Regions from separate parts of the Oryctolagus cuniculus genome. Here region 1 is linked to region 2. A link is a contact called in public Micro-C data. All regions are on one chromosome and are shown on one strand. The core of a region is the stretch at or near the end of the contact, and the rest is flanking DNA. Distances in the headings are between cores, read along the strand shown.

Region 1 (3,139 bases), core at 513-3,012, 210 kb after region 2:
AATCTTTATGCCATGATTAGCACAGTAACTGAAAAATCATTTTAGTATAGAATTGAACATGAAAACTTTATAGAAGGTAATATGCAGTTTAGTCAATGTTTCTATCATTTAGATTCACATGTTTAATGTATATGTTGTATACTATAATAATTGTAACAGGAAGTATAGAGAACAAAAGCAATCTGAAGGAAATTCTATTCTTTTTGTACTACAGTGTCAAGTGTCTGTCTTGAGAAAGAAAATAAGAATGGAATTCAGTCCTTTGAAGTATACATGTTAATGGCTAGATTACTTCTTTTAACTGTGTCAGAAACACAAATTTTAATTTCAGGAATGTATATGAAATAAAATACATTTGCCTTATATTTATTCAAGTAAAGTACAATCACAGGTAATTTTTTTAAGATAAAACAAGTTCCTGTGTTAAAATTCCATAATTTCAGAATAAGATAATTGAAGTAGTACCTAACTATAAAATCATTTCCTATTACATGGCTAGATAAAAATTCTCTTTTTAGTTTTCTTTCCTTGATCTTTTCAACTTAAAGACATTGTTTCTCTATTTCTCCTTTCTAGTGGATTTTGCCTCATGCTCTTCCCCGTGTGGGTGAGCTGTTTTGTCTTTTTGCCTAACGCAGATGATAAGTCTCATGGATTCGATCGGTTCCTGGGCAGATTCTGGTGCTGGGGTTCAGGACAGGCAGCACCCTGGCCAGGAGAAGGTGGCAGAAGGAGGAAGAACTCCCTGACCTCACCCCTCCCTTCTCTCCTGAAGTAGTCAGAAGGGAGTTGCCTGATCCTGCTCTGAAGCAGGTCACGGGACACCTACCCTACACCCAAGGGAAGGCACACAGGGACACAGATCAGCGGAATCTAAACAAACAGGGCCAGACTCCAGCCCCGTGCCCATGCATTACCACCACCTCACACCCCGTCTTTCCAACTCTCCACTCCTTCAAACAGCACGCAGATCCACAGGTTTCCCTTTCTGGAAGGCTGCCTCATCACGTACAATGTGCAGTAAACACACTTGTGTGCCTTTCTCTGGCTAATCTGTCTTTCCTTAGAGGAGCCTCAGCCATACAACTAGCATAATGTAAGAAAAAAAAAATTGTTTCTTTCCCTACACTGCCTTGGAATTTGAGAATATACCTGTGTTCTAGCTTTCACTTAGGGAACACGGTGAAGGAGACAGGTAGAGATAGGATTCCCCAAAAGTCGGGCGACAGGTGATGGCTGAGCTGGCCTGGGCTCTAGGGGGACGGACACTGCCCTGGTCAGCAGAAACACCAGCTGTCAACACTGCTCCACACTTAGGGGTTCTTTGTAACAACACATTGCAGAGATGCAATTGTCATCACTAGACTCTCTTCTGTTCCTGTAGTAGTTGGATAACTGGCCACCAGCAGCCACAGCAGGCCAGCTCGAGGATCTCAAGGGTCTTCAACAAAAAGGATTTCTCGCTCACGTACGGCGATGCGGTCCCTAGAGATGCTCCTGCCCTCCGCCACTCTGGGACGCTGCCACACTGCAGTCCCTTACAAGGGACAGGAGCGTTGGCTCTGGGACCTTGACTTGGAAGTGTTACTTGATACTCCTGCTCCCCTTTCACTGTCTGGAACCGGACACTTGGCTCCAACCCCACTGCCAGGGAGGGCAGGAAGTGTAGGGAGTGACACCAGTTCTCCTTTGAGTCTGCAGCCCCAGTACTGGCGAGGGCTCCTTTCGCACAGCCTGCATTTATTCAGCTCAGGGTGCCTGGCGGCTGTGCTGCTGACTCATGGCCTGATTCGCTGCCTTTTTTTGCTTTTCATTCTCTGGCTAGCTCTGTCACAGGCTCTCCAATCTATTTCTGGTTCAGATCCTGGGGAGGGACTGTCTGATTGGCTTGTGTGTCGGCCTGGTCTCTGGGCGGAGCCTTTGTTCCCTCGGAGAGGCTGTGGCCGGCCCAGCCAGTCACTACCCTTGGTTTTGCACCCACACCTGTTTTAACCACCTGGGGAAAGGAGTTTGGGAGTAAGTGGACAGGAATTTGAGATAAAATGAATAAGTGTAACGGGACTATTTGGAACATCAAAGATGTAAAACCTATCTCATGATGTCCCTTCGTTATTAAATTGTTACTACATCACAACAGTTGCATAACCCAAGTTCCTCGGGTTTTGTAAGGATCTACAGGTATATATTTTTTCAAGCATATGCGGCAATAGCAATTCAGAGCAGCTGTTTTAAATGTCAGTCCACAAACCAAGATGTACGGAACTTTCTTCCCTTTTTTTGATAGCCAAATTTAATTTCTATTTTATGCCTCTGCTCCATTCAGTAGAAGAAACTCAACTTTGCTCAATTTCAATCCCCTCCCCCATCTGCCTAGAGTTGCATCTAAGAATCAAGGGGTGTGGGTAGGATCCAGGTGTTGGGACACGACCCCTCTGGCCCCATGCTTCTATCCAGGTTGACTCTCCTGTCTACACTTCCCAGGCTGTTGAGAGCCAGGTGTGGACATGTGTGTCAGGGCTGCCTGCCGGTGGGGCGTAGGAGTGGTGAGTCCACTCCTGGGGCAGCATCTCCTGTGGCATCTCCTGGCCCCCAGTTCCCCACATTACTTCCTCTCTTTCTCCCAGGCTGAAATGAGGGTGTGGCGATGCTGAGCCGGCTCATTCTGTGAGGGTGTGAGGGAGGGCAGCCTTCTGCGGGGTGGCAAAGGGCAAGAGAGAAAGATCCTGGCTCCTGGGTGATCTCGTGGCAGCCGAGCAGCTCCGGGCTGCTTGCACCTGCTGCCACTTGAACTTGTGTGAGACAGACACGAGCCTTCGGTCTTGTCTGGGGCTCTGCCATTTTGGTCTGTTTGAAAGCAATTAAACCAGTATCCTTGCGGACACACCCACGTCCCTGGGAAGTCCCTGTGTACTCGACCTGGTTTCCGCCGGCCAGGCTTCCGGTCCCTTGCTTCGCAATGCCTTGCGCACACCACGCCCTGCATGTTACTGCTCCCCCTAATACTTCCTCACCAGCTGCACCGTGGGAAACTCTGCTCCAGGCTCATCTTGCATTCCTGGCATCACTGGGCTGCTCCACCTCGCTCTGTGGCTTTAGTAACTCTGTGGGACTCCTGCAGGACCATCTGCCTCCACCAGAT
Region 2 (2,785 bases), core at 139-2,638:
AAATAAAATTCAGAACAAACACAAGTTATCAGTGAGATTCCTGAGATAAAAATATTCTTTACACAATAAATAAGCAAAAAGAACCTAACCCAAGAGCAAAAAGCAGCTTCTAAACGCGTTTCTTTAATCAAAATTTTACTAAATTTATTGACTCTGGGAACTGAAAAGAACTCAGAATAACCTAGGAGTCTGTGTCCCTTGATTTTCTTCCAAGCAAATCAGAGCACTTCCTGAACATGTTATTTAGCAATGCCTCCCCACACCCCGAAAGGCAAGCAGCAGCCAACAGTATTATTAGTCTCTTTTTACTATGGAGAAACTGAGGAACAAAAAGAATAAATTACAGTATGGTCACAAAGTAAACCATCATATTTTCTAGGACTTTAATTAAAGATAAAATTAAAGGCTCCAAGCCTACATTTTACCCTTTATTCTTCACACCATCTGAATACCAGAATTACCTTTAATTACCTTTTAATCAGAAAAAAAAAAAAAAAGAGCTAAACTTCGGGATCAGGTTTCTTAATTTGGTCCTGTAGCCAAAATTAAAATTCTGCTCCTAAGACGACATTTACAGGAACTACAAGGTGTAAAGCGGCAACGCAACCTCCCCAAAAATACAGTTGTAAGCATCAGTAAAAGTCAGGAATACCTGGCCCAGCTTTTTTACCTTGAATTATCTGGCTCAAGGAATACTGGAGATTTGCGTCAGAAAAACAAGCTGTGCAGATGCTCTGATGGAAAGGTGGCCCCAGACGCCCCGACACGCTAACTGCAAACACGAAATCCAACACTCTCTTCCTCCATCCATCCCTGCATTGCACCATGCACGGGGAGGCTCGAGGTATACCCGAGGCCTGTGCAAGTAGGCCCTGCAAACGTTTCCCTGAAAAATGCCGTACTGTGAAGATGCCCTCGGTACTGGGCCTTCGTAAACAGCGCAGGGACCGGATGTGGGCGAGCACGCCTCAAACTCTCGGCTCTCCAGAATCCAGGGCCTGGTCTGGAGGTTTCTATCCCACACAGAGTTTCTGCAGTTTTATCTTTCACACGCGCAATGACGACCCCGACCCCCGAGTCCCCTTCCCCAGCCTCCAACACCCCCACACACTCTCTCTTCACGCCAGGTGGGCGTCTCGAAGGAGGCCGGCAAGGGAGGCCGGAGCGCAGGGGTGTGGGTCGCGGCCGCGTGGCGCCGACCGGGGTCCCCGCCGGTCCAGCCCCCGGAGCCCGGCCGCCTGCCCCCGGCCGGGACCAACGCGCCGCCGCCGCCACCGCCTATCAGCGGAGCGCAGGGGCGGGGCCGGTCGGCTCCGCCGCGGCTCGGACGGCGGGCGGGGACGGGCGGGGGACCCACCGCCGCGCAGCTCGGGCCGCCGCGCGCAGACACCGGGCCCGGCTCCCGAGGGCGCCAGCGCGGCCCCGGGGAGCGCGAGGAGCCGGCGAGCGCGCGGCCTGCCGTTGGCGGCCTGGTCAGCCGCGCTCAGTGCCCACCCGCCCCGGAGGTGGGGCCCAAGCCCCCCAGGAAGATGGTGTCCTGGATGATCTCCAGAGCCGTGGTGTAAGTGCCGCTCACGACGCCCCGCTGCCCGCGCTGAGGCCCGGAGGAGCTGTGGAGCGGGGCAGGGGCCCGGAGAAAAGGAAGGCCCGGGCCTGGGCGGGGGTGGGGTGGCCCGGCCTTGGGCCCACACCCGGGAGCTGGGGGCCCTCGGCTTCCTCACCCTGGTCCACGTCGCTGCGGGGCTCCGTGCGGCGGACGAGGGTCCAGTGGTGGCGGCTGCGGCTGCGGCACGGCGCGGTGCGGCGCGGCCCTGCTCGGCTGCGTGCGACTCGGCGCCCCTGCTCCGGCGGCGCTGGGTGGGCAGGCGCACAGGGCAGGCGGCGCGCGCCCCCTGCTCCCGTTCCCCGCGCTGCGCGGCACCGCCCTGTGGGCCCGGGAGTGGCGCGCCTCGTGGCGGCGACCTGCGCAAACTCCGCTGACGCCGAGCGCGGGAGGCTCGGCGATCCTCCCGGGGATGCGGCGGCGGCGGCGCCGAAGCCTTTGTATCCCGCGGCTGATGCGTTGCGGTGTCTCTCGCGGCGGCTGATTGCCATTGGGTCACGTGTGGTAGGAGGAGAGATTTGTCTGAAAACCTGAGACCGCTCCCAGCTCGGGATCCTTTGGAAGGGTCCCAGTTGTTGCCAGGTTTACAGCTTACCGAGAAAGGCGGCTGCTATTAAAAAGGTGACGCCCGCCTGCTCGCCCACATCCCCAAATTGCCCCCGTCTTGGCGGAAATATTTGCTCAGGGATTGAGAGACGGCAGGTGCCTGTTGCCTTTGTTCAGATTATCGCTTCATTTCATTGTGCTTTCACCAGCAAATTCTTCGTGTCCGTTGGATTGTGGCGTTTACTCAGTAAAGGTATATGAATATAACTTAAACTGATTCCCTCCTTCCCATGTAACCCCTCCCCCCAAAAAAGAAAAAAAAAATAAAAGTCCCCGAGTAAACAACGATGACGTAGTCACAGCCAGGGCCCCTGAATCCATTCATTATTCACGATCAGCACCTTTATGAAATGTTTATGTGAGGCCGTGGGCTTCTCAGATTCGCTTTAGAATTTAGGGAAAATACAGCATTTCCAGATTGCTTATTTCGTTTTTAACGAGGAAAAAGGAGGTAAATTCTCTGAGGTTGGGTTTTTGTTGGGAATCCCTTTAGTAGCCCAACTGATGAGCACTGTAGCATTCAAAATTCATCACTCCATTGAACGACCAACTAGTTTTGAAGACTCAAAGCTTCCT

The links. Hi-C and Micro-C count contacts between places; a contact is called where the count stands out from the background.
Region 1: a Micro-C map of ear pinna shows a contact between it and region 2, with 3 times the contacts expected there. The contact joins the enhancer-like site here to the promoter of REEP3 in region 2. A contact is called at or near these places in 3 of 6 Hi-C or Micro-C datasets (ear pinna, psoas muscle and an unstated tissue).

What each region holds. Positions count from the first base shown.
Region 1 is chr15:56,031,534-56,034,672 of mOryCun1.1, forward strand. All of the region lies in intron 4 of LOC138845369 (a long non-coding RNA gene), which reads left to right. Among named protein-coding and RNA genes, the nearest start is that of JMJD1C, 190 kb to the left of the region's middle. Within about 2 kb of position 1,763, at least 8 of the 8 cell types and tissues checked have an H3K27ac peak or open chromatin away from gene starts, as enhancers often do. A contact at or near this core is called in ear pinna, where this site is marked.
Region 2 is chr15:55,823,739-55,826,523 of mOryCun1.1, forward strand. It overlaps REEP3 (receptor accessory protein 3), which reads left to right and starts at 1,389. Exons shown (of 8, transcript XM_008270080.4): 1 at 1,389-1,561. The coding sequence starts at 1,530. JMJD1C (jumonji domain containing 1C) reads right to left here. Exons shown (of 27, transcript XM_051823261.2): 1 at 1,722-2,785. The coding sequence starts at 2,094.